Linked DNA regions of Gossypium hirsutum: regions 2 and 3 are each linked to region 1. A link is a contact called in public Hi-C data. All regions are on one chromosome and are shown on one strand. Each heading gives the region's core, a stretch centred on a gene start, on an enhancer-like site or on the middle of the called end of the contact. The rest is flanking DNA. Distances are from core to core; before and after follow the strand shown. Region 1 holds the start of LOC121203502 (probable transcriptional regulator SLK2). Region 2 holds the start of LOC121220119 (rhodanese-like domain-containing protein 14, chloroplastic). Region 3 has its middle 41 kb from the start of LOC121220327.

Region 1 (3,245 bases), core at 280-2,779:
GAGGGTTTTGACCTGGCAACTGCATGGAATCCTGTCTTTGCAGAAGTTGTTGCAACACCTGCTGCTGCAGAATGTCTTCTTGCTTGACATCTACTCGAGTTTTTTTCTGCACCTGGGATACAATATTAGGGTCTTGCACAAAAGTCCCTGGGCCTCGTGGACCCAGAGTAAGTGAAACTTGCCCAGTTTGTGAAATGGGCAAAGATGAAGCACTTGAGGCCCCTTGCTGCAGCTGCTGACTCTGCTGCATTTGTTGGACACTGGGGTCTTGATGTGAGCCACGCTGGCCAATAGAGGATCCACCAATGACCGATGAACCTGACATGTTTATATTGTTGGAAGAAAACGACATGGGCGATGCTGGCAGGCGCATATATGAATCTGCATTTATGCTAGCACTTCTCTGCAAATGGGGACCTCTTGAAAATGCCAAATTTGCATCTTTGACAAAAGAACTTGCCCCAACACTAGGTCCTGAGTTCGCCACATTGTTCAAGACAGCACTGTTCATGTCCCCCGAAACAGGAGCCAGATTAGGATGCCCAGTTCCAGGAATTAAATTAGATGAGTTCTCATAAGGTGAGCACAAGCGAGTGTTAACTACAACCTGGGACTGTCCATCTCCTTGGAAGAAAATTCCAGAACTTGAGGAAGATTGAGTTAACCCTCCAGCTACTCGTGAAGGTGCCATTGAATGTACTGCCCCCTGGTGGCTGGAGTTTAAATAGCTGTCCAGAGCCAGGCCTTTCTGATAACAAATGCGCCCTCAACAATTTGGCAGAGATCTAAAAGCAATGTATACTAGAAAAACCAGATAATAATTAGAATCCGAATTGCACATGCTTCAAGAGAACAAAGTTACAACGTTTCAAACGTTATTCCACTAAGACAAAATCAATCAAGAATGAAAACACAAAAAAAAAAAAATCCACTAAGCTTTCCAAGCCTAATCTCCACAATTTTAAGGAAACGAACTTCCTGAACTCCCCCTTCCCAAAGCCACACACCCCCTGAATAAAAACCCTAATTTTTGGACCCAAGTCACTAAGCCAAGAATGTATAACTGAAAACCTAAAACCCTTCTACCTTAAAAGAACATATCAGCAATCACGAGACCTACATCACGAAACGAACTACTAATTAAATTCTAATTAAACTTGAGTATCAAATAGATTACACGCATTAAAAATTCAGTGTAATTGAATTCCAATTACAAAAATAAAGTTCGGAGCAACAGATTAACCATAATTAAAACTTCATAGCAACTTAAACAGCAGTAATCACTTCAAATTAAAAAAGAAAATGAAAAACCGGTAAATTTTCCTGCTTTTAGTGATCGATCAAAGAAAGTTGGAACTCATGATATGATTTACACTATTAACAAAAAATGAAGAATAAATTACTGCTTAAAGAAAAAGAGAGAAGCTACTACCTCAAAATCGCAATAGAAAAGGCAAACGTTACTTTTTACTGTTTTTGGTTTTTTTTTTTTTAAATGACTTGATTTGGGGAAAAAAAAGTTCAGTGAGAGTTTTCAAGAAGTCTGCTTATATACCTAGCGGGAACGGTAGAGAGGGAGTTACCGGCTGCACCGGTAATTTTGCCCTACGTCACCGAATGTGTTGTATCACAAGGAGGACACGTGTCCTTCCCTTGATAGCACAACGAAGTCGATGTTAGATAGCAAAGTGGCGACGCGAGCTCGCAGCTAACGTGGCTAGACCTCATTCGTTGACCCCCAAGGCGGCTTATGATATATCGTGAGATGATGTCATTTTGGGTTATGTTTTTATTCCACTTTAAATATGATTTTTTTGGGGGGGGTTCGCTCTTTGTTGCTTATTGGTCCTGTTTTTTCCCTTCGAATTGAACATATTTTTGGTGAAATAGTGGACAATCTAAAAGCTGACAACAATAAATGGTGTCGAAGAACATTGAAGGCTTTTGTCAAAAGATAGAGCTGGAAATGATTAGTGTTAACAACAAATTATGTCCGCCTAGACAATTTCGAGTTTTTTGAGCTTTGATTTTATTGAATTATGAGATTATTTAGATTTTCTATACTTGGAATTGGGCCATTTATTGTTCAAAATTGAACTTGATTTTTATTTTCTTTGGCCCAGTTTGTTAAGGCCTAATGGTTACTTGATCAATTTTAAATTTGAATCCCAATTCATTTTTCAAGCTCAGATTCATTTCGGGTCTAATTTAAAACCTATTATTGGAGTAGATCCGTTTTAAGCGTGTGAACACTTCGTAAAGAGGACCTAAATTTTTAACCAAGCAAATTAACAGTACAACAAGCAGTACAAGAATTAAAAAACAAGTTTTGGAATACAATTTCGAAACAAAAACAGATCAAACACTAATAACATAAGATTTACTTATTAAACAAAAGCAATATTAACGCTAACACAGATTAAGAGAACTGCAGCCACCAATTTTCTGTTAATAATTAAAAAATTAATAAATCAGGTTAACGATTTTATTAAAATATGAAACTTTGAGCTTTAAGAAAAACACAAAAATTTTTTTTTTTTTGCTAGGTGTGAACGGTGACTTTTTCAAAAAGAAATTTCAAAACCTCTTTAAAACTGATAATTTTAAAGTCTACGTTAAAATCTAAAAAAAAAAATGGAGAGTTGGTTCCGCGTAGAGCAAGTTATAGCATCCCTACCATATCCAAAATTGGTACATTTATAATTACACAGTTGTCAAAAAAAAATTCAAAATTCAAATGTTGGAAATCTCATGTTTAATTGTGATCCCTTGAAATAAATCACTTATATTTTTTGAGTGAATTAAGTTTTTAAAGTACAATAATTTTCTGTATCTCCTGATGTCTCGGAAAATACTAAAAAATTGTTTTTTTATAGAAAGCAAAACACATGAATTCACTCAATTTAGGAAACGATATTTTATTATTAGTAAGTATCAATAAATCCTTCTCTACACGATGAAAGAAACATTGATGAAATTAATTCGAAGTTATTACCGCAATATTTTAAAATATATATATGTAAAAAAATTCTACTAAATATTCTATTTTTTATTTTTAAAAAAATTGGTAGAATGTTATGTTTGGATTTAGTGCCCTAATTGTAGTGATTCCGTCTATATATTTGTAATTTTTCGAACAAATTGGTTTAATAAAAATTCATCACTATTATTGATATGTTTTGTATAATGTCCTTAACATTTTTTTCACACAAAGCAAAATGAAAGCAAATATTGAATCATTGATT
Region 2 (3,245 bases), core at 528-3,027, 480 kb after region 1:
TCAAAATGCTGTAAATACCTGGATTGTTGACCTTCAGGTAGATTTTGGGATGGCTTCATTGTACCCCCAGTTGTGCACGCCACTATTATCTTTGCGTCCTTGCCAAAATTTGATTCTACACCTGCTTAGATAACAAACAGTTAGTTCCTTTTGTAACTGCTAAGTAGGAAATGGTGGTGGACAATAGAAGAAAAATAGGGAACTTGATTCTACTTTGCATAAACTCAGGGTTCTCTTCTGTGCCGGAAAATATGCCAAAAAATGCAAATGCTGCACGCCTGGCGATATCCCATGCCGTCCACTCCTTTATAAGCCTATATATCTGAATATTAACAGCACCTGCTGGATGAGCCTGCATCAAAAGGCATCAAATTTAGCAGCATTAACTGAAACGCCCCTTTCGTGACTGATTATTTTCCTGTTGTAATGAACCGACTGACCTCTTTAAATTCTGCTTCAGGACGTACATCGAGAATCACAAAGTTATTCTCTTTTTGAAGGCGAAAAGCTTCCTTTGCATCCACACTTCTTACCTGCAAGCAAAGGGTAATCCTGTTGTTATGCTTGCGTTGTCATCCTTACAGACACTCACCTGTGTACAGGAGCTTTATCCCCCCTTAGGGGATTCTTCTTCTCAATTCATGATATTTGATGGTATTTATAAATATTTCTAGCTTTTTACTTCCATCCTCTAAATATAGAATCATTAGGTAGCAACTTATAAGGGGAACGGGTTGTTTGTTGTATCAACCGGTGAGAGTGACGATTTTAAATTTTCCAAGTATGTATGCAGCATCAAAATGTGTACTTAAGCATGAGAGTGGAAGATGGAATACCCTTTTCTCCAAGAGAAGTTCCCTCTTGACCTTCCAATCTTCTTCAGCTAATCCCTCCAAAAGAAGAGAAGAAAATCAAAATCAGGTCAGCCAATTTGTTTTGTTCCTGAGCCTGAGGTTCAATCGACCATTCATCTTATGATTAAATTAAGGTTGGACTACAACAGTAGTGGTACCTGGTGATTTTGCAGGCTTTGTTGCTGCACTTCGGATAATTAGGCACCGCCGATTCCGGGAAGCCAGTCTTTGCCTTGATGCTAGACCTGATCTTACACTCAAAAGGCAAGAACAGTCTGCAATAATCTGGGAAGAGAGAGTCAATGGAGAGGTCCTGAAATTGGAGTATACTGAAGAGGATGAAGCTGGGTTGGGGGTAATTGAAGTGAGTGCAGCCATTTTCTTCTGAATCGCAGAAAAGATCAGTTGCTACTAAAGGAGTTGGGTGATTGAGGGAGTTTTATATGAAATGGGCTTGTGTTTTTGTCATTTTCATGTTGTTTCAAAGAGATTGTTGGATGCTTGCTTTAGAAGTGGGCCATTCATTCTGGATATTTTTTTTGGTTGAAAAATCTGAGTTTGTGGTTCATGTGTTAAGGTGTTTGTCACAGTTGGATTTCTGTCATCCACAGAGAGCCAAGTTGGCTTGGCCTATCTTCAGTTACTGTAGAATATAGATGCTATTACTAATTTTCAGTATTAGGGCCTTAGCTTAGAACCTGCCTACCATCAGCCTCAGGAGCGCCACGAAAGGAGTTGACAGGGTGTCATAAACACAACTTTGTTCACTCGGTTGTAAGTTTGTGAGACATTTGGATGGAGGCTCCCACTCAACTCGGTTAATAATCTCAATAGTCATAACTGGTGGTTCAGCCCAACCGCTATAGACTGTCCATCCTTATAAAATGCTAAAACGTTTTTATAGAAACACTATCAGAAAACGTAAATATGTTTGAAATGAAGAAACTTTCTTAAATACAAAAGATTTACCCTTCCTCAGGTTTCCCTATCCTTTGCCATTGCCCTATATATGAATGGCCCCTTGACATCCTACCCTATCATGACACTACAAGGTAGGGGTGTGCAAAATTCGGGTACAACCGAAAAAATTCGGTTAACCAACCGAATTCGGTTAATCGGTTGGTTAACCAAATTTTTTTGGTCGGGGTCGGTTAATTATTTTTTAATTTTTCGGTTAACGGTTAATTCGGTTCGAAACCAGTCGGTTAACCGAATTTTTTCGGTTTAATCAAAAAAATTAATAAATAAAATTATAATATATAAATAGGCCCACTATTCACCTAAACCCAATCCAAACCCAAGTATTCAACCCAACCCAATTACCCAACCCAATCATAAAAATTACAAATAATTTAATAAATAAAAATAAAATTCTAAAACTAAAACTAAAGTCTAAAAGTCTAAAAATAATTTAATTATGTAGTGATTCAATTCGGTTAATTCGGTTAATTCGGGTAATTCGGTTAATTCGGGTAATTCAGTTAATTTTTAACCAAAAATAAAAAATATATAATTTTCGGTTAATTCGGTTAACCGACCAAATTAACCGAAAAAATTTCGGTTCGGTTAATTTTTTTTGAAAAAATTTTGGTTCGGTTAACGGTTAAAAATTTTGAAAGGTCGGTTAATTTTGTTAATATTATTTCGGGTCGGTTAACCGAATGAACACCCCTACTACAAGGTTGCACTATGACATAGGGGTAGAGGTCCCTAAAATGAAAAATTATTACATTAGTCTTTTATATTTTATAAAATATAAATGAGTAAACCATAAAATTCCATTTTCATGTTGAAGATAATAAAATTTTAATTTAATCTTTTAAACATTTTAAAGATATAAATTAATACAATAATAAAATTACATTTTAACTTTAAAAAAAATATAATTTATTTATGATCCCTAAAAATAGTTTCTAACTTAGTCTTTGTGTCCCATCCAGATATGTATTTTAAAGATTGCAATTTCTCGCAGCAATCAACCCACTTCCCTTTGCCCTTTGCTATCCCTTCCTAGAATTAATAATCAATTAGATCTTGTGGAGCTCAACTCATAGCTTGCTAGAAGAAAAAAAAATGGGTTCACTCATCTCATTTCTTGTCAACTTTGGGTTGATTGATTGTATTACTCCTTGTCTCACCTTCCAATTCTCCATCATTTGCGGTGCCAAAAATTCGGTTGGGACGGTCCAACTCGAATCCGAAACGGCACATTTGTCATTTACGTGACCACACTACAGACCACCATTGGCATCACAACATAATCATGCATAACCAACAAAAAGTAAACAAAGATAAACAAATGAATCCTAATTAACAAAACATTCTCTTTTTTTTATTATATATTTTTAGCTAACAAAACATTCTTTTTTTTTTATATATATTTTTAGCTAA
Region 3 (3,245 bases), core at 546-3,045, 270 kb before region 1:
TAGACTATATAACTTTTAGGTAATTAATGCTATAGATATGTAATAATAGCTATAAATATATAAAATGTAATTATTACTAAATTACTCACGAAAGTTTTTTTAATAACTTTTAACAATGGAATTAAATTTCATGCAAATCCAATAATACATTAAATAAAGAAAAGCTACCAATCTTTTATGATGGAAATCTCTCTAAACCCTGGCGATAACATTTCTCATCAAGAAATTGAGGATGGTGATGGTTCTCGGACAGATGTAGATCGTAATACAAAGAAAGTTCGTTTCAAATAGGGTAATGGTGAGGAAATCACTAATATGATGGTTGAATCTGGTCCGAGTCAAATTTTATCTTGGAAGGATAAACTTCTGGGGAATAAATCTGGAGCGTCTGATAAGTTGGGGTTGGATAATTCTGGTGCTAGTGGTAATGAAGATTTGGAATTTTTGGAAGGAGATATTCACAGATCCATTGTTAATGGAATACCTACTATTGATTTCTCAGAGAGGATCTAACAATATTGGGTATGGGGCTTTAAATAATCGAATCAATAGTTTATGGAATCCCTCCAAGCCTTTCCATCTCATGGACATAGAGAATGGATACTTTCTGGCTAAATTTCAGTCCACCGAAGACTAGGCAAAAGTTCTGTCGCAAGGTCCTTAGCTAATTTATGGTCAATATCTGACTGTTCAACCCTGGACCAAAGAATTCAATCCCTTACAACCATACCCAAGCATGGTGATGGCTTGTATACGGTTACTAGGCCTCCCAGGGTTTCTGTACAAAAGGAAAATTCTTGAAGAAATAAGAGAGACCATAGGAAAGGTTGTTCGGTTAGATTTCAATACTAATAGTAGAATTAGAGGCCACTTCGCCAAGATGGTTGTTTATGTCAACCTGGACAAGCCTCTGGTCGCTCAAGTTCTTATGAGTGGTTTACATCAGAAAGTTGAGCATGAAGCGCTGCCTATGATTTGCTTCACCTGCGGGACGTACGGACATGCTAAGGAGCTATGTGCTTCGCCACAACCGGATCTGGCAGTGGGGAAGGATCAGAAGGGTACTAATCTGACAGAGGCTGTAAGCAGAGGAGAAGGTGCTGTTTACGGGCCTTGGATTATGGTTGAAAGGAAAGGAAGGTGTAATTCTAGGAACAACAATATTAAAAAAACTGATTTTACGGAGAAAGGAAAATTGGGTTCTCGATTTGATGCTCTGGCTAATATGGAAGTTTTGCTTGATCTAAAAGATGAGTTAAATAAGGAAGATACTGGAAAGTTGGCTGGTTTTAAGAATAAATTGAAGGTTGGAGAGAATGTTATGTAACAGGGGTTTAAGACACAGGGCAACCCTAAGTCAACAAGGACTGAGCAATCGGTGGGAGATAGTATATATGATCAAGGTGATGGGCTTTTAAACCCACAAAGGAGAAATCCAGAAGTGAAAGCCTTAGTGGGCCGAACACCTGTTGAGCCTGCTTTAGATATTAGAGCAGCCGGATCAATAGCTCTCAAGGCTGTTATGGACCCATCGAGTAGCTCAATGAATCAGCCCAACAACGTGACGAACCTTCATTACACAGAGTCTGCTCTTCAAAATAACGAACCAGAGAGTTCTTTTCATTTTTTTGAATTATTCTGATTTTTAAAGTTTCGATTGGTGCTAAGATTTTTAAAGCTTCCACTAACCATTCCAATTCAACAACAGCGACTGTTTCTTGCTTTAATCCGTTTTTTGTAGGTCAGGAGGTGAGTGAAGATGGTGGCCCCTCTCTTTCATCCGAGTCAACTTCTTCGTTGTCAGAGCCGGTTGCAGTACAGGTAGGTCATTCCCCTGGTGGTTTAAACCTCATCAGACATATTGTTGTATCGTTCAAAGAGAAAGATTCAGCTAATGGTGCTCAATTGAGGGGGGCCACTGTTTCAGCTTTGGGTGTTAATAAAATTCGGAGTTCGAGGAAAATATTAGGGAGTAAAAATGGGGGCTTTCGTGCTACAAGGAAAATAAACAAAATTACGCATGGGAAAGAGAATAATTTTAAAATTAAAAATTCTTCTAAAATTCCTTTGAGTGTTTCTATGTCTAGGTTGGCTCAGACTGTTTCCACATTACGAAGTGCTAATTAAGGTTCAATAGACCTAGGTGCTGGTAAAAGAATTCAGGAATGATTACTAAAACTCTTGACAGTAAGGTTTCTTGGGGCTTTATTTATTCTTTTCTTGTATATTTTTATTATGGATTTAAATTTGTCAATTTTTTCTTGGAATTGTCAAGGTTGTGCATGTAGCAAATTTCTCCGTGTTTTTCATGAGTATAATTTTGAGCATAAATCGAATATAGTGTGTCTGCTGGAACCGAGAGTTAGTGGTAAAATAGCTAATTCTATTATTGATAAATTGGGTTTTGACTTTTCTCACCGCATTGAGTCTATTGGTTTTTCAGTTGGCATCTGGGTTGGGTTGGTTGGAAGGATAATATTTGCATTAGCATTATTCATAATCATCCCCAATTCATGCTTCTTCGTGTTCATGCCAATACTCACTAATTCATTTTTTTTTATCTTTTTTGTGTGTGGTAGTCCTGACAGAGTTAAGAGGAAGTCTCTTGGACTAATTTAATAGATGTTTTACCTCACGATCCTTTACCTTGGTTGATTATGGGTGATTTAATGTTGTCCTCTCACCTAAGGATAAAAGAAGTGATCGCTCCACTGGTAAGAGATGTAATTTATTTGTTGCAGGACCTTAGATTCATAAGGCCCTCCTTTACCTGGAAAAAAGGTAATACGCATGAGCGGATTGATCAAGCATTAGCTAATGATACTTGGATTTCGTCCTATTGGGGTAGTCTTGTTTATCATCTTCCACGTATTAAAACAGATCATAGGCCCATCCTTCTAAAAACTAATCCTGAATTCAATATTCCCAAAGGGAGGCCTTTTTGGTTTCTTACAGGTTGGACAAAGCATGCGAATTTTATAGCTTTGGTCTCTAGTAAGTGGAGGTTTGCAGGTAACATGAATGATTCCTTATCTAATTTTACCTCACATGTCAAAGAATGGAACATATCTGTATATGGCTTTATAGGCACGCGCAAAAGACAGCTTATGAGATCGCTTACGAGCATTCAAAAGGCCATGGATCGGTTGACCTCCAATAGCTTAGTTAACTTGGAGATGGAAGTTCGAGATGAATTGGAAAGTGTGCTTAACCATGAGGAACTTCTTTGAAGGAAAAAGGCTAGG

What was found. A called contact is a pair of places that touch in the nucleus more often than the background predicts.
Region 2: a Hi-C map of leaf shows a contact between it and region 1, with 2.1 times the contacts expected there. The contact joins the promoter of LOC121220119 here to the promoter of LOC121203502 in region 1. A contact is called at or near these places in 5 of 34 Hi-C or Micro-C datasets (all in leaf).
Region 3: a contact with region 1 is called in a Hi-C map of leaf, with 2.2 times the contacts expected there. The contact joins the enhancer-like site here to the promoter of LOC121203502 in region 1. A contact is called at or near these places in 10 of 34 Hi-C or Micro-C datasets (anther, callus, hypocotyl and 2 more).

The regions. Positions count from the first base shown.
Region 1 is chrD08:34,799,684-34,802,928 of Gossypium_hirsutum_v2.1, reverse strand. LOC121203502 (probable transcriptional regulator SLK2) reads right to left here and starts at 1,529. Exons shown (of 10, transcript XM_041100130.1): 1 at 1,433-1,529; 2 at 1-801. The coding sequence starts at 691.
Region 2 is chrD08:34,318,242-34,321,486 of Gossypium_hirsutum_v2.1, reverse strand. It overlaps LOC121220119 (rhodanese-like domain-containing protein 14, chloroplastic), which reads right to left and starts at 1,777. Exons shown (of 6, transcript XM_041099307.1): 1 at 1,013-1,777; 2 at 837-883; 3 at 441-533; 4 at 214-352; 5 at 19-121. The coding sequence starts at 1,232. LOC121220120 (a long non-coding RNA gene) reads left to right here and starts at 795. Exons shown (of 2, transcript XR_005917301.1): 1 at 795-921; 2 at 1,028-1,287.
Region 3 is chrD08:35,073,726-35,076,970 of Gossypium_hirsutum_v2.1, reverse strand. No RefSeq gene overlaps it. Among protein-coding and RNA genes, the nearest start is that of LOC121220327, 41 kb to the left of the region's middle. Within about 2 kb of position 1,795, at least 9 of the 9 cell types and tissues checked have an H3K27ac peak or open chromatin away from gene starts, as enhancers often do. A contact at or near this core is called in hypocotyl and leaf, where this site is marked.